7 separate regions of the Mus musculus genome follow, and regions 1, 2, 4, 5, 6 and 7 are each linked to region 3. A link is a contact called in public HiCAR-type, HiChIP or PLAC-seq and promoter capture Hi-C data. All regions are on one chromosome and are shown on one strand. Each heading gives the region's core, a stretch centred on a gene start, on an enhancer-like site or on the middle of the called end of the contact. The rest is flanking DNA. Distances are from core to core; before and after follow the strand shown.

Region 1 (2,830 bases), core at 293-2,792, 990 kb before region 3:
CACTGTTCATCACCGAAAGAAGTTAGGACAGGAACTCAAATATGGCAGGAACCTGGTGGCAGGAGCTGTTGCAGAGGCTGTGGAGGGGTGCTGTTTACTGGTTTACTCCTCATAGCTTGCTCATCCTGCTTTCTTATAGACCCCAGGACCAACAGCCCAGGGATGAAACTATTCACAGTGGGCTGTCTCTCCATCAATCACTAATTAAAATGTCCTACGGCTTCCTACAGCCCAGTCTCATGGAGGTGTTTTCTTCATTGACGATCCCTTCTCTCAAACGACTTTAGCTTGTCTCATGTTAAGATAAAACTATCTAATACAAGATGCCTCCATAGATTCAAGTGGAGATGTCCTTCAGGTATATCTCTCTCAGGATATGCATATTGGACTAGTAAGTAACAGCAGACCCTTCCAATTTCTAGGAAGACAGAAATTTAATTTCTCAGAACTATGATGACTATAGAGAGTACAGGACCACTGTTATTCTGCACAATTCTTTACTCAAAACCCTTACCAGTCATTACTCCATTTGTACTGCAAAGCTACTCTTGCACTATCCGTAGGCTTAAAGTGTCCTGTAGATTATTGGGCATCGAATGCAGCCTTTTGATAGCATTTTAAGGTATACACATAATGGCTCTCAACTTCCAATAAATGGAAATCATATCCATACTTACTCCCTTTAAGATGTATGGTCAAAGACATTTAGCCCTAGATCGCCTAGCCTGTTTCTAACTGGGAAAAATTTACTGTGTTACCAAAGAGGCCAAGTGGGGTTTGAAAAAATATGGCTCCTTGGTGAGTTTCTAGTTTAGACACACTGAAATAAGGATCGAGTGATATATTTAGATTAAGTAACAGATGGTGGATGGACATTTTGGCATCCATCACATCCATTTCTCAGGATTCTAAGGAAATGATCTAAGTCCCCAAGAGAAATAAACGGAGAGGATGGGATCAGGACAGGAAAGGGATCTGTTTATTTAACTAACTCTATACCAAGTCTTATGTAGGTGAAAAATTCAAAGGGTGTCCGACTGGATCAAAAGCTGGAGGGGAATGGAAGACACAGGCTGGGCCAAAGTAACTCCTACTGTATCAGACATTGATAAGACCTGAGATATTTCTTTGGGGACGACTCGGCTCTGCTCTCCCGAGGGTTGCCAATCAAGCAGGTGAACAAAGGATTGAAAAGCTAAGTCAGGGTCCTGTCGCTCAGGAAGCGCTCCACTTGGAACGCGGCTCCCGCCGTCCCTTCCTATCACCTCACGGAGACGGGGTCGGGGTTACAAGAAGGGCGTCTCCCGCCCCACTGCCCGGCGCGTTCCGAGTAAGTCGCCGCCCGCGGGAGGGCCGGCGGCGAGAGCGCGCAGTGCGAGGCGAACGTGCTGGAGCCAAGGAACCACCGCGTCCCAGAGATAACCGCGGCTGGTCGACGTGGGGCGGGGCGGGGCTTGACGCCAAGACGCAAGGCGCGCTGGGCGGGGCTATGCCGGGTGGGGCAGGAGGGAGTGGAGGGGGCGGGGCCTGGGGGCGAGGGCGGGGGAGAATGGCAGTTGCTGTGTTGGTTCCCGGCTGCGACGGTCCGACTGGAGTCACAGAGGGGAGTTCGGGAAAGCGGCCGCCCGCAACCGTTCCACCGGCAGCTCTCGCCCTAGCTGAGAAGGTTCCGCGGCGGTGCTGAAAAGTCGTCCTCCGTTCTGCCTCCGCTTTCTGCCTCCGCGGGATGGGCCTGCTCGCCAGCCGCCCCGCGCCGCCGCCGCCCTGAGGAGCTGAGGTACGGCAGGCGCCGGAGCCGCGGGAGCCGGGCGGCTCCCCTACGGATGGGGATTCAAGGCGCCGCTCAGGCCTCGGTCTGGGGCCGGGAGACCGTTGCGGCCGTCTCCGGGGTGCGGGCCGGGGCGTGGGGGGCCGGGCCTGTGGCCCCGTCGGTGTTGTGACTGTCCACGGCGCTGCCCCGAGCGTTCCGGGGCGGCGGAGCGGACGAGACCCGAGGGCGGCCGCCGTGGGGAGGCGGCGGGGGCGGAGCGCATTCCTGACGGGTGAAATCGCCTCTAACGGGACGCTTTCCGGGCCTCGCCGCACACTGGGCGCCGCGGACTTCGCCCCCGAAGCCTGCCGCCTGGGGCCCGGGAGGGCGGCGGGGAGATGACCGCCTCCTTCGGGAGCGGAGATCGCGCACACAAGCAGGCACCGGCGCGGAAAGCCGTATAGCCTGGGGATGAACGGGGGTCTTCCGGACTCCACGTCTGGGGTTTTCCCTGCCCTCACCCCGAGTGAGGCCACCACTTTGAATTGCCAGTTTTTCCTTCGGTCTGGGATTCCGCTCTACTGTCGCTCTCTTCTCTTTTTCCATTTCCACTAATGGGAAGAAGTGGTTTAGGTTCGTTAATCCTGAGACAAGGGCAGCAAATAAAAGAGGGAAGAGAATGGTGAAGGCTATATATGGGAAAAAGAAAGGTTTAATTTTTGCTTGTTGGCGCCCTTGGAGATAGAAATACACGACTGGTGCTTTACTTTGTGTAGGGTTGAGAATGTCGCAAAATGTTGGTAATGATAGGACGGCCTTTAAATGCAGCTGCAATTTTCAAACCTAGGGTTGGCTATAAAGGCTGGTGTAAAATGATAGCAAACGGGAGGTATGAAAGCGGGCCTTTCCGTGGTTGGTGCCTTCAAAATATTTTGATCTTCCTCATTCTACTTTGTGTATGTTTGTGTATACGCACGCGTACCTGGCAGTCTTTGATTATTTAATATTTTAACCAGAATTTCTTGACCCTTTTCATTGTATGTAGTGTGACGAGATACTTGTCTTTTTTTCCCTTTCCGG
Region 2 (2,801 bases), core at 266-2,765, 750 kb before region 3:
TCTTATTTGGACATTTTGCATCTGAGGTTATTGCATCTATAGAGGAACCCATGTGTGTGGAAGACACCCTTCTGTGTCCCGTGAATCATGGCTCTCTTCACTTACGGGAAATACAAAATGGCTGGACAGCACCAGCTGTCATGCCCTCTATGGCTTCCATTTTGGCATGAGGACAGTTCTACATGCACTCTGTTGCCTACATTCAGAGCAGTGCACTTAGTGATGGTCTCGATGAGGAGCCGCCTGAAACACTGACTGTAGGTCCTTCCTTCCCTATCTAACCTAACCTTTGCCTTGTTTCTTAGCTGTTAAAACACAATTCTGAATATGTTGATAAAATAATTGGTTCTGCTTCAGACACAGATGAAAGACATAGCGGATGAGCTGTTACTGCAGAGGCACGACAGGAAAATTGGAGTTTGGAAGGCAAGTAATTATATTCTTCCTCTTATAAATTCTACTCCCTCAAACAAAGTATTACATGCGCGCGTGCGCGCACACACACACACACACTCACACACACTCACACACACTCACACACACACACACACACACACACACACACACACACACACACACACGTGCTCTCCCCACCCCAGTGGTGCTCCCCGCCCCCGACTTGTCCCTGACCATCATTATCTAAACCTCCTTCTGCAGGCCGGTTGTGGAAGTGTGCCCTGTTCCTCAGAGCTCCTGCCCTCTCAACCATGGAGCATACGGCTGACCTTTAAACGTGTGCTTTTCCCTTGAGGCCCCAGGTTTGGTCCCCAGCACTGGGGACATATATATGTCTATTTAGTCATGAAAGCCTGGGTTTGTCACACGAGCTGTGCTTACAGCACGTGGTCATTTACTTATCAGGAGAGTGGATTATATAGAAAGAACATGTCACAAGAGGCACCAGTGAATTACATCATTCTTATCCCCCCCAACCCCCACCCTTGAACTTCAAATTATAGCTTAGCTTGAAAGCAACTACAGCAACTGTGATTTTGTAGATGATTAAAATCGCTGTAATGGGATGCTTTTGTATAATGGCTTATTGTGCTTTTAGCAAGTATGATGAGCATAGTCCTGTTAGTGAGTCTGCAGGCTCCAGAGGGTTACCCTCTGGGTCATGAAAACTGAGGCCTAGGTGGTTCGTTCAAATTAGAGCAAAGATAAAGGTTTCTCCTAAAGTCAGAGGATGCTTGGGTCTGCCAGGAAGCTCTCTTCCCGGCTGCCTCTTGAAGGGAGGCGATCTTTTGAAAGGTTTGTTTTTGTTATATTTTTATTGAAATACTAAGTATAATGAGCATATATTTTATATTATTATGATCTATATTTTGCATTATTTTCTATTTATTTAAATTACAGGTTTTAGTTAAATGGCTAAGTTTTAGTGTCTTAAGAATCAGGCCTTAAAACAGTCTTTGTTGAGTGGGTTTTAAATAAACATCCCACTTTAATCCATACTTGTTCCTATTTATAGGGTTGTAATCTTAATGCGGAGCAGATGCTAAGAGTCTTAAGTGTTTGTGCAGAGAGCATGGCTCTGCCTTGCTAAGGAGTGACAGGCATCTATGCCTGCGCTTGGGTTAATGGCCACCACTCACCACGGCCTGGTGCTTTTCCCTTTCAGCTGCAGCGCAGGCTACCCCTCTCCAGGCGGAATTCATTACTCTTTCCTCCCTCAAGTTCCTAGGGTACTTCTTGCAAAACTGTGTCCAACATTTGTACTGATGGTCACATGCAGTTCGTTCCAAGAACTTATTTAATGCCTTGTCAGTAATGGCATTTAGTCACTGCTATAATTTATTTGTCCCGCTACAATGGTACTTTGGGAGCACTGTGTCCTTGCATCGTTGCCTACTTAATGACAGTGACTCTGGGGAATCCCAACAGGATTCAAATCTATTTTCAATATATACATTTGGTAAATTTAATAAAACCTATTTGCTTTTTGAAATTAAGAGGGTAAAAGAGGTTGAATATGTGACTTGAATTGAGTAAAATATTTTTTAAAGTTTGCTCCAAAATTGCTACAGTATAAAATAGATGTAGATAAAATATCTTTAAGCATTATTAAAATATCATGGGCACTTGTAGATTTTATGATGTATAAAATAAATCTTCAGTCAGAAGAATTTCATTATTAAGAAGAAAACAAAAATATCCCAGCACTCAAGAATCAGAGGCAGGCGAAGGTGAGGCCAGCCTGGTCTTCATAGTGAGTTCTGGGCCAGCCAGGGCTACAGAATGACGTTCTGTGTCAAAACAATAAAATGATTGTTGGTATCCACGGGTGACGTGGAGTGGTTGAGCACTTGCCTTACATGCGCGAGGCACTGACTTCCATTCCTAACATTGCAACATGAATATGTTAAGAAGCAATATAACTATTCATTTAAAATGGGTTAAAAGCATTCCATATAAAAGCATAATCTTACCAGGATAGAGTTAAAGTAAATCTTCAACTTAAATGATAGAATTGTTGATTTTTCTTAAAACTATTATAATCCAAAGAATAAAAGAAGTAGTAAAAATAATGCAAGCACAATAAATCACAATGTAACAATGTAACAATGTAAATCACCATAAGTCACATTGTAACTATATCTAACAATAGCATCCTGATTATTCTGTTCTCTTTTCTCACTGGCCCCAAACTGTAATGACTATTAAAAATTTTTAACAATATAGTTACATGTAAGTCAGCCAGTAATTTTTCTAAAAGTAATGGGGCCATTGGAGGGGGAGGGGAAAAAGAGAGACAAAAATGCAGAGTCTGAGGGGAAAGCTGTCAAATTCTATTACATCCA
Region 3 (2,842 bases), core at 12-2,511:
AGGAGAATTTGGTCAAGTGGGGGGGGGGCACGAAGTTTCTGCCCCTTCCCCGTGCCTCTGCCTTCCCGAAGAGTTAATTAAATTAAGGCGCCCTCCGCATAAACTGGGTTTGTCTCCGCTCCCTCCCTCTCCATTTCATTTTCTTGTTCTGTTCAAGACTGGAATTTGTGGAGCAGAGAAAGTTGCTGTCTGCACCCAGTTTCGCTTCGAAAGCAGTCAGAACTCTTTTGTTCTCTGCTCACAGGTGGGGAGACCGATCCAGCGTTGCTGCCTCCACAAACACCTTGTCCTGCCTCCTTCCTACAACCGCGACTCCATTCCGAGCTATTTCTCGACAACCCAAGCGTCTCAGCTCCTGAGAAGCTTGCCTGTTGGCCTCTGGGCGAAGACCGGAGCAGGAGGAAAAGCAAGAGGCCAGTACACGGTTGGAAAAAATAATCACCCATGACTGGACTATTCCCCTGTGAAATGCGCCTTCGGAGTCGCTGGCTTGATTGCACCGTGTGTCCCGGCCCTTCCGTGCTGAGTGCCGGAGCTGCAGTAGGAGGAAGCGTGGATCCCGCTTTCTAGAGCAGGGGAGCAATATCACGGGGTGATGGGATCTGGCCACAAAGTACGATGATCGGCCTTTATAAATCTTGCCGAATGCGTAAATCTACCAAAACCAAACTAAGGGACAGCGCACAAAAGTACAACTGAGTGTATTAGCTGGGAGTCGCGTGCAGGGACCGGAGGAGGCCAGAACACGAGGCCCGGGACTAGGGTCCGCACGGCTGCCTTTCATTTTCTGAACTTGTAGCGCTCCAGACTGAGAACCTGGGCGCCCCTTGAGCACCCACATCCCTCCCTTCCTTTGGAAGGCTACAGCCTGGCCCTGGAAAGGACACTCACCGCCAGAACCGATGTCTGCCTGGGCAGCGCGGTTCAGACTAGGTCCGGACAGCAGGACGCACAGCTTGGAAAGGTCATGAGGTCCAAACTGGGAGAACTTCTTTTTCGGCGCGTTGTCCCGGGAACCGAGAACATGATCTGGGGGAGCGAAAGCGACAGCGGTAATTGGTCTTCGGCAGTCCGTGGAAGCGGGATGTGTAAAGAGCGAGCGTGTTGGGATGAGTGCTCAGAGCTCGCCCAGATCCCGGTGCCTGGGCCAGTTTCTGACCGCGGACTGCGGGTAAAGTCGGAGCCCGCAGCCCTGCAGGGCCATCACCCTCCGGCTGCGAGCGCGCTGAGCTCCGTCCCAGCCCGCGTCCCGCCCCAGGCTGCCCCTGGCCCGGAGTCCAAGGCTTTAGTAGCGGCCCCGCCTCCCCTCGCGGCGGGCGTCCTGCAGAGGAGCAAGGCTGCAGCGCCCAGGCTCCGCCTCCAAGCCCGGCGCCCGCTAATGGTCCACTCTGTTTACTTGTGTTTGGATAGCAACTGAGTCTTAAAGGCGCAGGTTTGCTTGAGGTTTTCCCAGTTAACCCAGACACAGAGCCCAAGGTGACTCAATTCAAACCTCACACAAAGACAACGCCCATCCCCTCTTTTTGGATGACACTTTCCTCACACCGATAGAAGTCCGACTACTGGATCTTTGCTCCCCCAAGCCCGCAGAGAAGTCCAAAGGGCATTTCGTACTTTTACTCGGTTAGCTGTCGCGTCATTTTACACATCTTAACACTTTTAATATGATCATCTGCTTCAAAGGGCCAAAGCTATCAGTTTTAGATTTTGTTTTCCAGCATATACCGCCCTTCCTCCTATGTAAAACAGTTCTGCCCATACTTTTGGTCAATTGTGACTATGTGTGTAGTCTGGTTTCCTCCCTGTTTTCAAAACGAAGTTTGTTTATGAAGGTGACAATTGACTAATTTCATAATTAGTGCAGAGACATCTGGATGTTCCGGGAGAAATTTCTTTCAATATCTAAGCTTTAATCAGCTAATGTACATTTCATAAGCAGTTAACCAACTTAGGCAAAGGAGTGGGCATCTGCAATCCATTGGCAAACAATAACCTGCCCATCTGGAATGGGTGAAGAACAATCTTTTTTAAATTTTAGGAAAAAACTATTCCAGTGCCTCAAAACGTGCATTATCTTCATTCTCAGCAAAAATTGAGTTCATTGTTCAGCCGCCAGGAAAATTGATTGAATTTGACATGTACTGTTAGGTTTCTTAGTTCTCCTAAAGGTTTAGTTTTGTGAGCGTGTAAATGAGAGGGTATTACAGTCCCTCTGGAAAAGGATGTCAGGGAACGATAAGATCCACTTGAAGCAACTTCTTTTCAGACGCAACGCGCCGCCGGAACAGAACTAAGCAAACTGTCCCTCGTCCCAAACCACTTGAGGACACTTTAGCTGGTGCTTGCAGAACCATAGATCTTTTAAAGGAACTGTACAATTCAAACGTGTTTCACCAAAAGATGCTTTTCGGTCGCCCCCTCAAAGGACAATTACAATAACCTCAACTATGTGAGGAGATGGATAGGTGTAAGCAGAAAGCTACGAGCCGAGCCGAATCGTCAAAGACCAAGCAGGAAGGCAGGCAGACACTACGGAAACGATCCCATTAAGGTAAAAGCCTTTTGTTTTATTTTTGTCAAGGTGAATATTAATTTTCGTTTCTTTGGTAAAACGTAATTCAGGACTAGCAGGCCATCTTCACCAATTGTAGGTTCGCAAGGATTAGGAAGTGAGCCTGGGACAGAGACTGGAGTGTTCAGTATCCTGTAGTGCTTAACTACTTCAGAATAAATTTGATGGACGCAGGAGAACGCCTAGGAAGAGTTGGGGGTTTAAAAAACCGTTTCTCGAGTGAGTTCCATAGGGTGCTTTCATTTTAGCGCTTGGTCTTGAGCCTCAGCT
Region 4 (2,913 bases), core at 246-2,745, 870 kb before region 3:
AATTCTAACTGGTTTAATGGTTAGCACCTGCCCAGTGCCCTAGGGAGTGAGGGCACTCTCACCTGTTTATAAACAAGCCTCATTAAGAAACTGTGCCCTGTTCATCTTTGCATGAATAGCATGTAGCTTGAGCTTACTTTTGAGTTTGGGTATTTTAAGCCTATTTGTCAACGCTAAGGAGAATCCTCAGAGAAGAGGGTAGTGGTTGTTACTAGCTTAAAGGTGGCAGCTGAGGTTCTGATTGAGACCTGTGTCAATTTGGAGAAGATAAAACTTTGAACACTGCCTAGGTGGAATGTCTTGTTGCAGTGGTCCCAGGAAGAAAAGAGTCTCTGCTCGGAGAAGACCAGCTAGACAGGCGATGGGGGTCAGGCTGTGCATTCTTGGAACACTGAATGAAAGCCAAGACTTTAAATGTATTTGGTGTGATAGGTTCTTGGCTGTTTCTGATCCCTAAAAAGGAATGTCTGAAACCAATAAACACAGTCACTCATTTATTCATAACTTTTGTTTTGTTGGTTTTTTTTTTTTTTTTTTCAGGTCAGTGGCTATGTAGCTTAGGCTGACCTGAAACTTGGTATGTAGACATGGCTGGTCTCTATGGAGATCCTCTGCCTCCTGACTGCAGAGACTATAGAGGTGTGACTCACAACTTTTTTCTTTTTTGTCTATTCACAAAATTTATATATTTGTTCACTGTAGAAACGAGGGCAAAATCATAAACTATTTTTAAAAAAAATCATTAACCAGGTGTGGTGGCACACGCCAGAACTTGGAAGGTGGAATGAGGAGGATCGGGAGTTCAAGTCCAGCCTGGACTTCATGTGACACGGTCTTAAACACACACACACACACACACACACACACACACACACACACACACACACACACACAAAACCAAAACCAAAGTTGGGGGGTGTTGCTGGGTTTATTGGGGCACTCCTGTAATCCTAGCCATTGGAAGATGAAGGCAGGAAAATCAGGAGTTCCAGGACAGTCTTGGCTACCTAACAAGTTCAAGTGGACTCCCAGGGACCACTGCCACTCTCTTAACCCAAAATCAAATAGTTAGGAAGTCAACCTCTCCGTCCTTATGCTGTATTTACGCCTTTACTATCCAAAGCTGTTGATAGGATTCTTTGACTTTGTACATCGGGCGAAACACTTCCAGGGATGATGCCTGGCACTGCAGGTTTTCTAACCGATGCGTCCCTCCAGTCTGGTCGCACGCAGTGATGCAGGGACCAACAGAGAGCTGGATGGAGCAGGGCGGAGCTGCGAAGGGATGAGGGCGGGGAGGCGGGGCGAGCGCTCAGACGGAAGGTGGGGAGGGTGGTGCCCTGGGCGGGGAAAGGTGGCAGGGGCGGGCTCGGCCGAGGCTCCCGGCTCAGGTGGGCGGCGCGGCCCAGGTGCGCCGGCCCGCAGCCGCTCCGCCCTCCTCCCAGGGGCGTCTCCCGCCCGCACGCCCGCCCGCACGTCCGGGTGACGACCGTTAGTCCCGCCCGCAGCAGACGGCTCGGCAGCTCCGGTGGGGGGGCATCTCTGGTCTCTAGTCGGGAGATTCCCCCAGGTCCAAGACTGGCTGGAGAGAGGCCGGAGAGTGCGGCTGCTGCGGGGCGGAGAGATTCCGAGCGACTTGACCTTCCCAGCCGCTGCCCCTCCTGAAGCCGTCCCGGCGCTGCTCCGGGCTCCGTTAATTGTTGAGGTTTTTCTCTTAAGTGGTGGTACCTCGGCATGAACTTTAAAGGCAAAGATGACAGACTTTGTTGTTTGGAAGCCTACCTTACTTTGACATGTCTTAAGAACTCAAGGTTGACTGGTGGTAAGATATTCCACTTTAATGAGAGCATCGGTTTAACGAAGCAGTTTTCTGACTTGTATAGGGCGTAAGTCTTTTTTTTTTATTTTTATTTTTTTTTATTTTGCGTAAGTCTTTGTAGATAGGAGTTCTGAGTGATTTATCAGAACTTTTTTTTTTTTTTGCCATCAAAAGGTTTGTTTGATTCATCAGCCTGTGGTTGCATGAATAATTTTCAAAGTTTGAAGCAGGCATTTTGGTGTATAAGCAAGATGAGGATGAAGGCAGCGACAGAGTCTCTGGTTTTCCCAAGTAGGGAGCGTGTATCAGGGCTCCTACTTTATTCCCAACGGTTTTTAGCTTCCATTTCCCAAATCTTATGCTGGTGAGGCACCTAGTGGTGAAGTGGCAGAACAGGTCACTTTTAGAATAAATTTCACATGGAATAAAATTCAATACAATACAGTAAATGCACATGCTCTAACTTTCGCAAATTGATTGAATTAATATTTTTTCAGGAGAAAGTGATTTATGAGAGGAAACATTGTAACTTACTATTTGGAGCAATTTGTAGAAAGCAGAGCTTAATCATCTTGTCCTACCAGGCATGCGCAGAAGTTAGTCATAAGCACAGGGGATCAGAAGTCAAAACTGCCCAAAAGCGGAAGAGGCTTAAAAATCACTTTGCTTTATAGCAGTGAGCCTCGGATCTTGTGGTTTTTGTAGCAGGTTATTTTGTAATATTTAAACTACATATTTAACTTACATACCATACATGTCTAAGTCCATGTGGCCGAACGAGAGAAATGACTTCTATGGCATGCTATGTTTGCATGTGTGTCACCCACAAATAAATGTTAAAAAGAAAAAACATAGTGGTTTTTTTCTGATTTATTTTTAATTATGTATGTCTGTGTATGTGCATGAGTACAGTGCCCATAGAGACATACATAGAGACACTATTGAACATGAGGATGTGAGCTGGGAACCGAGCCTGGGTATCTGGTGAGAGCAGTGCAAAAGCTCTTGACCTCTGAGCCGCAGCCCCAGCCTCGCCTGGTGAGCTTTGAAAGGAAATAACTGAACACAGAGACATTAGAATGTTGCAACCGAAT
Region 5 (2,700 bases), core at 129-2,628, 820 kb before region 3:
GGCCCAGAAAGCCTTGCTGTAGGACTAGTGAGGGAAGAGAAACAGATCATTTAGATAGTCGTTGCCTGTGCTTACCCTAATACATTAAATGAAGTAAAAAAAGCTAATGTGTTTTTAGTGTGCGTTAACTGAACTATAGTTCAGATCAAGAAAAAATATTAGTCTGGAACATAGAAGGCACGTGGTGCTTTTTGGAAAAGACTGAACTGTTAGACCACATTTGGAACATTGTGTTGCGATCTTGGTCTCATATGTTGAGAGCAGCTTTCCCAAGCTGGTCTCTGGGAGACTCAGCCTGTGAACATTCAGGAAACCATGTCAGATGAGAAAGGGTTGAAAGAAGTTGAGTGTTTAGCCTGGCTTGAGACTCGGTGGCAGGGACTTGGTGGCAGTGGTGGAATAGGGTAAACCCTTCTAAAGACCTCGAGATCTAGTTAAGGGGAATGTGTTAATACCCCGTGAATCCAGAGGCAGGATTGATATGAGTCTAGTTTTCAAAGGGAAGGTGGTAAACCCTCCTTCATCAGGAGGTTTTCAGGCAGAGGCTGGGAAATGAGTACTGTGTTAGAAGAGAGGGAGGGGGAAAGGAAGAAAGAATTTATCTCTGTAGCAGTTTCCCTTAAGATGATTTCCTATGACAAATAATTAGAAAATCATAATATTGATGAATGTGGGATGAATCTTATCCCACATTCATATTGTGTAAAAAAAGAGAATTTAGCCAGGTAGGTGATGGTGGCAACATGCCTTTCAACTCAGTGCTTGGAAGGCAGAGGCAGGTGGATCTATGTGAGTTTGAGACCAGCCTGGCCTATCGTCCTAGAGCAGCAGCCAGGGCTACACAGAAAAGTGTTCTCTCTCTCTCTCTCTCTCTCTCTCTCTCTCTCTCTCTCTCTCTCTCTCTCCTCTCTCTGGTTTTTCGAGACAGGGTTTCTCTGTATAGCCCTCCTATAATTTACTTTGTAGACCAGGCTGGCCTCGAACTCAGAAATCCACCTGCCTCTGCCTCCCAAGTTCTGGGTCCCCCAACTTCTTAAGGATCATTTATTTCTCATTTCTACATCTTTCATGTAAAATCTTTGAAGTAGAGAATGCTTCTTTCTCTAGTCTCTCCCTTCCCTTCCTCTCCTACCTCCTTATCACATTGTCCACAACCACACTCTGAGCCTGAGAATATAGCTAAAGAGCCCAGGGTCTTAGGGAAATCTATCTTCTGAGCCCTCTAAGACCCCATCCCACCTTTGTAGGGACATAGCCAAGGCAAAAATGGGCCATGAATCAGCCTCTGGCTCCCCTCCCACTTCCTTCCATTCCACCATTACCCTCCTGGGACATTACGCTCCCGAGCCCGATGGCTGGTAGCCTGCCCCCATGCTGTTTCTGAAGAGGGAAATCCAGGACAGTTGCCTCTGTTATAAATGATCGTGGCACTTTCCAAATCTTAGCTTTCATAACTTCGTTGTGTTTGTTCTCGAGCCAAGTTCACATTCAGATATTGTTTTCATTTGGTGTCTGGGTGTTTTTTTTTTCCTTTCTGTCAACTCTTTATGGACAAGTGTTTGCTCGTTAGGTTTTCTTCTGTGCTATAGTGCGAAAACATTTTTCCCTTTGGTTTTGTTTTGTGTGTTTTATGCTCAGTGACTGTTGTGGGATTGAGTAGATGAGCCCACATAGATTTAGGTTGGTTCTCTGTGGGTGGTTTCAAATGTTTGTGACATTTATGGTTTGCAGAAGCTGAAGGGGTGGCCTGCTCTATACCCTCCTCGCAAGGATAGGTATGCCATATGTTTGCCAGACTTTGCTTAGCTATGCACTTCAGGAATTTTACCATAACTCCTTGTTGGCCCGATTCTCCACACTCTTTTTAATCTGTAAACTATTATAATTTCTTGCAGCTTTATGAAAGAGTTATATGCTAGAAGGAGCTGTTGGGTAGTGGGGGATGGAGAAAGGTGGTCCTAGGGAATATGGAGGGTTTGGGTCTTCCATTGCCACGATTTAAATACTCAAGAGATTTTCAAAGGCATGCTGACAGAATGCCGGGTAACTGCTTAGTTCAGTACTTATATACCTATGGGTGTTTCGATAAGCCCCGTAGCTGTCCCATGAAACACTCAGATTATCTACTGTAACTCACTTTGTTAACTAAGGATATTCTTCTATACATTCCATGTGGCACAGTACTCCTTCAGACATTCATTGTTGAATGTCTGGTAAACAATTTATAGTTCAGCATCTAAAACATCAATAAAAGTTAGATTAAAAGAAGTTGTTATTGGTAACCAACTTGTTATATTCAAGTTAGTCAGATGGTTTTTATTCACAGATGAGGATTCATGTTTGAAATACAGCTTTGGAGCTCAATTAGCAGAGACAGAGTTAGAGCAAAGATGGACATGTGTTAAATTAACCTAGTCATTAGTTTTTAATTTAAATACTGTTCAGCTAAATAATTTGGCACCAGTAAGTTTCACTGGTGCTAGGCTGGCAGTTTAAGCACAACACTAATTATTCACAGGTTTTTTTCCTCCCCCTCTTCTTTTCAGAGAAATGTGGAACTAGCGATTTATTGTGGTAAAAATATTTTCAAGCACTTGCTTTTTCTGTGAAAATGTTTTTCGCACATGGATGACTAGTACCACAGAGCTGGCTCTCACCACCTTCAGGACGATCTGTTTTAGAACATCGAGAGAGTGACAC
Region 6 (2,747 bases), core at 167-2,666, 850 kb after region 3:
CAAAAACCAAAAAACCCTAATTTGCAGGCCTGGTTCTATTCATACTTCTGTAATACACTAGCTGTAAAAATGTGAGAATAACACAGTTACTATCTCATAGAGTGTGTGTGTTGGCTAAGTAATATGTTTTAGTTTCCGTTTTTTTTCTTTTTCCAAAAGATCAACTCACAGAGATTGCCAGCTCCGGGTGGGATTATAGGTATAGATCATCTCGACCCGCATGACTCATGGATGTTTTTAAAGTTATTTTAATTAAGGGGAGGCAGGGTTGTTCTTCCCTTTCCTAACCTCCAGGGCAAAGTAACTCACCATACAGCTTACCTACTACCCTGGGTTTCCTTTTTCATGCTTATATAAATTTGGTGGCACAGGTGCTTGTGCAGTTGGGCAGAGGTCACAGGTCAACTTCTGGGTACTTACTCGGTAGTTGTCCACCTTATTTTTCACAAGATCTTTGAGACCTGGAGCTGACAGGTTAGACTAGGTTGGCTGGCTAGCCAGCCTTGGGGAATCTGTTCCACAAATGGAGTTACAAGTGTGCACAACCATGCCAGACTTTTGGGGGCTGGGGATTGACAGAGAGGTTTAGGCATAAAATGCAGGTCCCCACGCTTGCAAGGCAAGCACACTTTACTGACTGAACAATCTCAACAGCCCTGGGTTTTCGTTGGTGCTAGTGCGTAAATAGTAGAGGCTTTCAAGGTTTTTTTTTTTTTTCCTTGAATGCTACATTTATACAACGGCCCAAGTTTCGTAGCAAAATGATTTTTTAAATTATTCGTATTGCGACTATTTCTTTACTTCTGTATACGTATGTGAGCATTCAAGCGCAGGCCAAAGAAAAACCTGCTGGACTTGGCGCTCCCCTCCCACCACGTGGGTTTGGAACTCATTCGTCTACTTAGCGACAAGCGCATTTACCCGTCAGCCACTTCACCAGGTTTTTTTTTTTTTTTTTTCAATTGTGGTCCCTGTGCAAAGTAGGCTCCCAAGTACACGGTATAAAACCGCCGCAAAAGGGGTGTGTGTCCTACGGAGCGGCAAACAGGAAGATCAGCGGCGGGTGGACAGAGATGCCTCCGCTCCTGGTGAGCAGTCACGGGGTAAACCGGCGGCCCGGGGTCCTTCCGGAGCACGCCCAAGACAACGTCAGGCGGAGACCAGCCCAGGAGAGGCCAGGTCGCTGCCGCCTCGCCACGGAGCCCTGGGCCTCGTCGTCAGCTCCCATCGAGCTCCGGCTCTCCGCGGTGTCAGCCCGCTGCAGCAGAACAAACGCCCAGAACCGAAGGCCGGAGCCCAGACGCCGCAGCAGCCCAGCCTGCGTTGTAACCCGGTCCCCATAGCAACCAACTACCGCAGACTACTCTCGCAAGCGCTGTTCTGCTTGTGACCCGGACCGGCTTCTCTTCCGCTTCCGGTCCCACAATCCTCTGTCGGCCTAGAAGAGCTTTGCATTGTGGGAGCTCCTTCCTTTCTCGCTCCCCGGCCATCTTGGCGGCTGGTGTTGGTGAGTGAGCTCTGCGGGGTAAACGATTAGGCGGCTCGGGGAGCTCCGCTAGCTGGTGTTTGACGCTCTGGATTATAATCCTCTCTTCTGTCCTCTGTGTATGCTAGGTTGGGGGTTGTCCCGCACCTAAGGCAGGAAGATGGTGGCCGCAAAGAAGACGGTGAGTGAAGCCGATCGGGCCCGGAAGCCGGTTCACGTGGAGAGCTGGGTCGGGCCGGGGCGGATAGATTTGAGCACACTGGGTGGACGACTTGTCGCTGACGTTTCAGGGTCTCAAAGTGAATCCGAGAGGCTCTTTGTATGGTCTCAGACATCATGAAAGGGTTCAGTTCCAGAAATCTGGAACTGAGTTTGGTTTTAGATGACTGCAAGTGGTGTTCAAGTCTCAAACGTTTGCATTGTAGAAAAAGTCTCTGGAGTCGATCAACTCTAGGCTCCAACTTGTTATGAAAAGTGGGAAGTACGTGCTGGGCTACAAGCAGACTCTGAAGATGATCAGACAAGGCAAAGCGAAGTTGGTTATCCTTGCCAACAACTGTCCAGCTTTGAGGTAATGGAGGGAACCTGGATGTGTGCAGCCTATTGTAAATTCACTGTGCAGTATCCAGCATTGGGAAGAAGAATAATGATGGTTGCTTTCTGATGTTTGGACCTTGCTTTGTGTGTGTTTTTTGTAAATGTACCTTTGAGGCACGTTGTGTGACAGGAGGTATACAAATGATACACGCAGACTGGGGGAAGCCCGATCCCGAATTTTTCAAGGTTTGAAGTGTTAACACTCCGCTTCATGTGCCTGTTTTAGTTTAGAAAAATTCTGGCTGGATTATGGAGGTGATGGTATCATGAAATCACCTATTTGGCAGGGTCCAATTTTCTGAACACGTTCATTCTTGATTAACTATTTTAACTCGAACCTAACAAGTATTTTAAGTAAGCTGAAGAAGCTTGTGTAGTATACGCTCCTTGATTTTTCTATGGCAATTGTACACCTCTTCAGCCTTTTATGTAGGTGTCTATACTTAGTGGCAGAGTTTGGAATGTTTGGTCTTATTTTAAACCTTTGCCAGTCGATTCATAGTGGCAGCGTAGACATTCATTACTAAATTACAAGCTCAGACTCAGTGGGTCCAGGCTGGAGCTTCAAGTTCATTTCTCATAAGCACTTTGGAGCACTGTTGGTATGTGGGGCCACATTCTAAGCTCAAGGTTCTGTGGAACTTTCAAATCTTAACAATTTGTA
Region 7 (2,809 bases), core at 148-2,647, 800 kb after region 3:
CAGCAACCACGTGGTGGCTCACAAAACATCTATAGGGGGATCTGATATCCTCTTCAGGCAGGCAGATATATATGCAGCAGAGCACTCGTACATTAAATAAAGAAAAAGAAAAAAAAGGAAACAATGATATAAAAACAGGCCTAAATTTCTCTTTAAATTGTTCTCATGCCGCACGTCTTTGGATTGTGCTGGGCTGCATTGTTTGATTTAAAAAACTAGTTTGAAATTGAGTTGCTGGGTTAAATTTTATATTTTTTAAATCATTAATTTGGATTTGGGATTGAGATAGACTTTTCCAACAACTGGCCCTAATTATAGTTCCGACTGTACTACATATTTAGGCAAAATAGCATCTCATCACTGACTATTATAAAAATCAAACAACAAATCAGCTCTAAAAAAAAAAAAAAAAAGCCGGGCGTGGGGGCCCACGCTTTTAATCCCAGCACTCGGGAGGCAGAGGCAGGTAGATTTCTGAGTTCGAGGCCAGCCTGGTCTACAAAGTGATTTCCAGGACAGCCAGGGCTATCCAGAGAAACCCTCTCAAAAAACAAACAAACAAAAACAAAACAAACAAACAAACAAACAAAACCACTTTAGATGCTTTATGTCTTGCAGTATCAAATACTCTACCAAAACTCGTATTTATGAAAAAATAAACATACACACATCTATTTAGAGAGTAAAAATTAGTTTTTATCTTTCTCAAAAGGCAAAATTATACCAGCTACACTAAAGAATTGTTTTAAATATACTTCCTTATGATATATTATCAGTTACTAATTAGTACATCTTCTTATCTACCCAGGTTCGTTAGTGAGAAAGCTGAAGTCGTGAGCTAGGAGAAGATGACTCGCCTCCGGAAAGCAGACCCCGGTCTGCTCAAATCTTGAGGCGATCATGCATAGAAAGGAAGCACGGGATGGCGAAAGGCAGACAACCCACACCTCTGCTTGGTTCCCCGGAATGACCCATCCCTGTCCTTTACGGTACCCAGAAAGGGATACAAGCGCATTCCCAGAGGGGATTCCGCCTGGCAGGGCAACGATAAGCATAAAAACGAGCACAGGAGCCTGAGGCTCTGGACTGCAAGAGGGCCCGCCCGGGCAGCATGGACCTCCCCAAGTGAAAAGCGCCGCAAGCCGAAGCCGCCACTGTGGGCAAGCCCCCACGCGAGGCCCCCGCGAGCTGGCGGCCCCGGCTAAGCATTAGTGCCTCACCACCAACCTGCCAAAAGTTCCGAGGGCTTCGCCGGTAAGAATGACAAGGTTCTGAGATCCCTAGAAGCTCCCACCACAGAGGGTGAGCGAGCGGGCTGAGGGCGCGTGCGCAGCACGGCTTCTTCCTCCACGTGTCCCGGAGTCGCTTGTAAACTACAATTCCCATCGGGCCGTGCGAATTCGCACGGGGCTGTCCCTGAACTAAAACTCTTTTGCCTAGGGCTGTCTGGTCAGTGGACAAGAGTGGGTGTAGTTACTTACCATCGTTTCTTCTTCTGGAGGGTCTTCAAGAGGGAAGGATTAGCATGTCGTCCATAATCAGAAAGGTGATCAGCACCACAAAAGCCCCGGCGGCCATTGGTCCCTACAGGTAATGTTTTTTACTGTAGCTCTGAAGGACCAGGTAGGTGCAGTGTTGCAAGTTTGGAGCTTTGGCCCCTGCTGGTCCGAGCAAAAGAGAGTCTTAGAACGCGCGAAGAAACTAAGTTCAGAAAGAGTACAGTGTATCCAAATCCCTCAGAGAATGGGGGAGCCCTGGTGCTACCAGAAACTTGCACTCCTAAGATCTTGCCCCCATCTGGAGCTGCCGGGGCCCCGAAGGCGAGCTTGCTACATGCTTTCTCTGGTTAGAAGTGGCATCACCCCAACCCCCTTGCCTTTCGTCTTGGTGGCTTCTAGTTTTGGTTTTTGTAACAATTTTATTAAGATAGAATAAACAACCCATAGAATTCTCATTCTGTTAGTGGGTTCAATTCAGTGGCTTTTACTATGCCCAAAAGTTGTGTAGCCATCATCACTTTCTATTCTCAAAACATTTACATCCAACCTAAAATAAGGTTTATACCATTAGCATTTATTCCACATGGCATCTTTCCCCAGCTCCTTACAACCACCCATTTATTTCCTCTCCATCACTATAGGGTTTATCTGTTAAAGACGTTTGCTATAAAAAGTATAATACACTGTTTGGTCCTCTGTGACAGGCTTCTTTTACTAGCATGAAGTTTGATCTAACCCTTTCTTAATTTACAAGATATGCTTGTCTCATTTGGACAGTACTCAGCAAATACCTGTATGTCTATCCTAGTCTCTGGCTTCTATAACGTGTAGGAATGCAATGATGCTTATGAATGGTTTATCCATGCCTATTTACCACTAATATCAAATGCAAGTAACACCAAAGGTGATCTTCTGAGATTATCCTATATACTAGAGCTAACCATATATGTACTGGAAAAATAAAAACTACCCTTTGGCATTTATCTCTGCTTACCAGAAGTGCTTTTAAATAGAAATGGTACTTTCTTTTCACTTCCTTCTGTGGGTGCTATGAAGGACAGACTAACTTTGTAGCTCAGACTAACCTAGAACCTGCTGTTCTCCTGTTTGAGCATTCCTAGTGCTGACGTGAAGACCAGCACACTTAACTTAAAACCTTGTTCCTCAAAATACCTCAGCTTTAAAAATCACTGTATTGTATCTTATATAACTTTCTCCTCTCTAACTTCTAAGTCTTCACTAAAACGTATCTAGAGCCAATTCCTTTTGAAAAAGTCATTTCTGACACAGTGTCTCTTTGCTGTCAATCA

The links. HiCAR-type assays count read pairs that join an accessible place to other places. HiChIP or PLAC-seq counts read pairs in DNA pulled down with a chosen protein or histone mark. Capture Hi-C pulls out chosen DNA fragments and counts their contacts.
Region 1: a contact with region 3 is called in a HiCAR-type map of astrocytes, with 5 times the contacts expected there. The contact joins the promoter of Rnf19a here to the promoter of Osr2 in region 3. A contact is called at or near these places in 5 of 39 promoter capture datasets (cranial neural crest, embryonic stem cells, hematopoietic stem and progenitor cells and 2 more), 4 of 484 Hi-C or Micro-C datasets (cerebellum and embryonic stem cells), 5 of 115 datasets of contacts at active chromatin or transcription factors (astrocytes, embryonic stem cells, extraembryonic endoderm stem cells and 2 more) and 2 of 9 other capture datasets (adipose tissue and embryonic stem cells).
Region 2: an H3K4me3 HiChIP or PLAC-seq map of embryonic limb bud shows a contact between it and region 3, with 6 times the contacts expected there. The contact joins the enhancer-like site here to the promoter of Osr2 in region 3. A contact is called at or near these places in 10 of 39 promoter capture datasets (the 3T3-L1 cell line, 3T3-L1-derived adipocytes, the C10 cell line and 5 more), 4 of 115 datasets of contacts at active chromatin or transcription factors (craniofacial prominence, embryonic limb bud, forebrain and 1 more) and 1 of 9 other capture datasets (embryonic stem cells).
Region 4: a promoter capture Hi-C map of liver shows a contact between it and region 3, with 8 times the contacts expected there. The contact joins the promoter of Fbxo43 here to the promoter of Osr2 in region 3. A contact is called at or near these places in 23 of 39 promoter capture datasets (the 3T3-L1 cell line, 3T3-L1-derived adipocytes, the C10 cell line and 14 more), 2 of 15 datasets of contacts at CTCF or cohesin (both in embryonic stem cells), 43 of 484 Hi-C or Micro-C datasets (the C2C12 cell line, CD8 T cells, DN2 thymocytes and 38 more), 27 of 115 datasets of contacts at active chromatin or transcription factors (the 230-238 cell line, acute myeloid leukemia, bone marrow-derived macrophages and 19 more) and 3 of 9 other capture datasets (adipose tissue, liver and macrophages).
Region 5: an H3K4me3 HiChIP or PLAC-seq map of embryonic limb bud shows a contact between it and region 3, with 4 times the contacts expected there. The contact joins the enhancer-like site here to the promoter of Osr2 in region 3. A contact is called at or near these places in 8 of 39 promoter capture datasets (3T3-L1-derived adipocytes, the HPC-7 cell line, cranial neural crest and 5 more), 1 of 15 datasets of contacts at CTCF or cohesin (large pre-B cells), 1 of 484 Hi-C or Micro-C datasets (bone marrow-derived macrophages), 17 of 115 datasets of contacts at active chromatin or transcription factors (craniofacial prominence, embryonic forebrain, embryonic hindbrain and 7 more) and 1 of 9 other capture datasets (embryonic stem cells).
Region 6: a contact with region 3 is called in an H3K27ac HiChIP or PLAC-seq map of embryonic stem cells, with 2.4 times the contacts expected there. The contact joins the promoter of Rpl30 here to the promoter of Osr2 in region 3. A contact is called at or near these places in 2 of 39 promoter capture datasets (liver and pre-B cells), 2 of 115 datasets of contacts at active chromatin or transcription factors (astrocytes and embryonic stem cells) and 2 of 9 other capture datasets (adipose tissue and liver).
Region 7: a contact with region 3 is called in a promoter capture Hi-C map of liver, with 2.9 times the contacts expected there. The contact joins the promoter of Rida here to the promoter of Osr2 in region 3. A contact is called at or near these places in 6 of 39 promoter capture datasets (the C10 cell line, embryonic stem cells, neural stem cells and 2 more), 4 of 115 datasets of contacts at active chromatin or transcription factors (astrocytes, embryonic forebrain, embryonic stem cells and 1 more) and 1 of 9 other capture datasets (liver).

Annotation. Positions count from the first base shown.
Region 1 is chr15:36,281,859-36,284,688 of GRCm38.p6, reverse strand. Rnf19a (ring finger protein 19A) reads left to right here and starts at 1,542. Exons shown (of 10, transcript NM_013923.2): 1 at 1,542-1,777.
Region 2 is chr15:36,040,830-36,043,630 of GRCm38.p6, reverse strand. Rgs22 (regulator of G-protein signalling 22) reads left to right here. Exons shown (of 28, transcript NM_001195748.1): 20 at 358-426. Among named protein-coding and RNA genes, the nearest start is that of Rgs22, 98 kb to the left of the region's middle. Within about 2 kb of position 1,515, at least 6 of the 459 cell types and tissues checked have an H3K27ac peak or open chromatin away from gene starts, as enhancers often do. A contact at or near this core is called in craniofacial prominence and embryonic limb bud, where this site is marked.
Region 3 is chr15:35,294,517-35,297,358 of GRCm38.p6, reverse strand. It overlaps Osr2 (odd-skipped related 2), which reads right to left and starts at 1,261. Exons shown (of 4, transcript NM_001368665.1): 1 at 892-1,261. Gm52178 (a long non-coding RNA gene) reads left to right here and starts at 1,325. Exons shown (of 3, transcript XR_003951500.1): 1 at 1,325-2,551.
Region 4 is chr15:36,163,443-36,166,355 of GRCm38.p6, reverse strand. Fbxo43 (F-box protein 43) reads left to right here and starts at 1,495. Exons shown (of 5, transcript NM_001081253.2): 1 at 1,495-1,886.
Region 5 is chr15:36,111,824-36,114,523 of GRCm38.p6, reverse strand. The region is part of intron 3 of Rgs22 (regulator of G-protein signalling 22); the gene reads left to right. Among named protein-coding and RNA genes, the nearest start is that of Rgs22, 27 kb to the left of the region's middle. Within about 2 kb of position 1,378, at least 7 of the 459 cell types and tissues checked have an H3K27ac peak or open chromatin away from gene starts, as enhancers often do. A contact at or near this core is called in embryonic limb bud, where this site is marked.
Region 6 is chr15:34,441,945-34,444,691 of GRCm38.p6, reverse strand. Rpl30 (ribosomal protein L30) reads left to right here and starts at 1,416. Exons shown (of 5, transcript NM_001163485.1): 1 at 1,416-1,507; 2 at 1,615-1,667; 3 at 1,912-2,057. The coding sequence starts at 1,647.
Region 7 is chr15:34,493,834-34,496,642 of GRCm38.p6, reverse strand. It overlaps Rida (reactive intermediate imine deaminase A homolog), which reads left to right and starts at 1,397. Exons shown (of 6, transcript NM_008287.3): 1 at 1,397-1,590. The coding sequence starts at 1,526. Pop1 (processing of precursor 1, ribonuclease P/MRP family, (S. cerevisiae)) reads right to left here and starts at 1,332. Exons shown (of 16, transcript NM_026340.3): 1 at 1,228-1,332.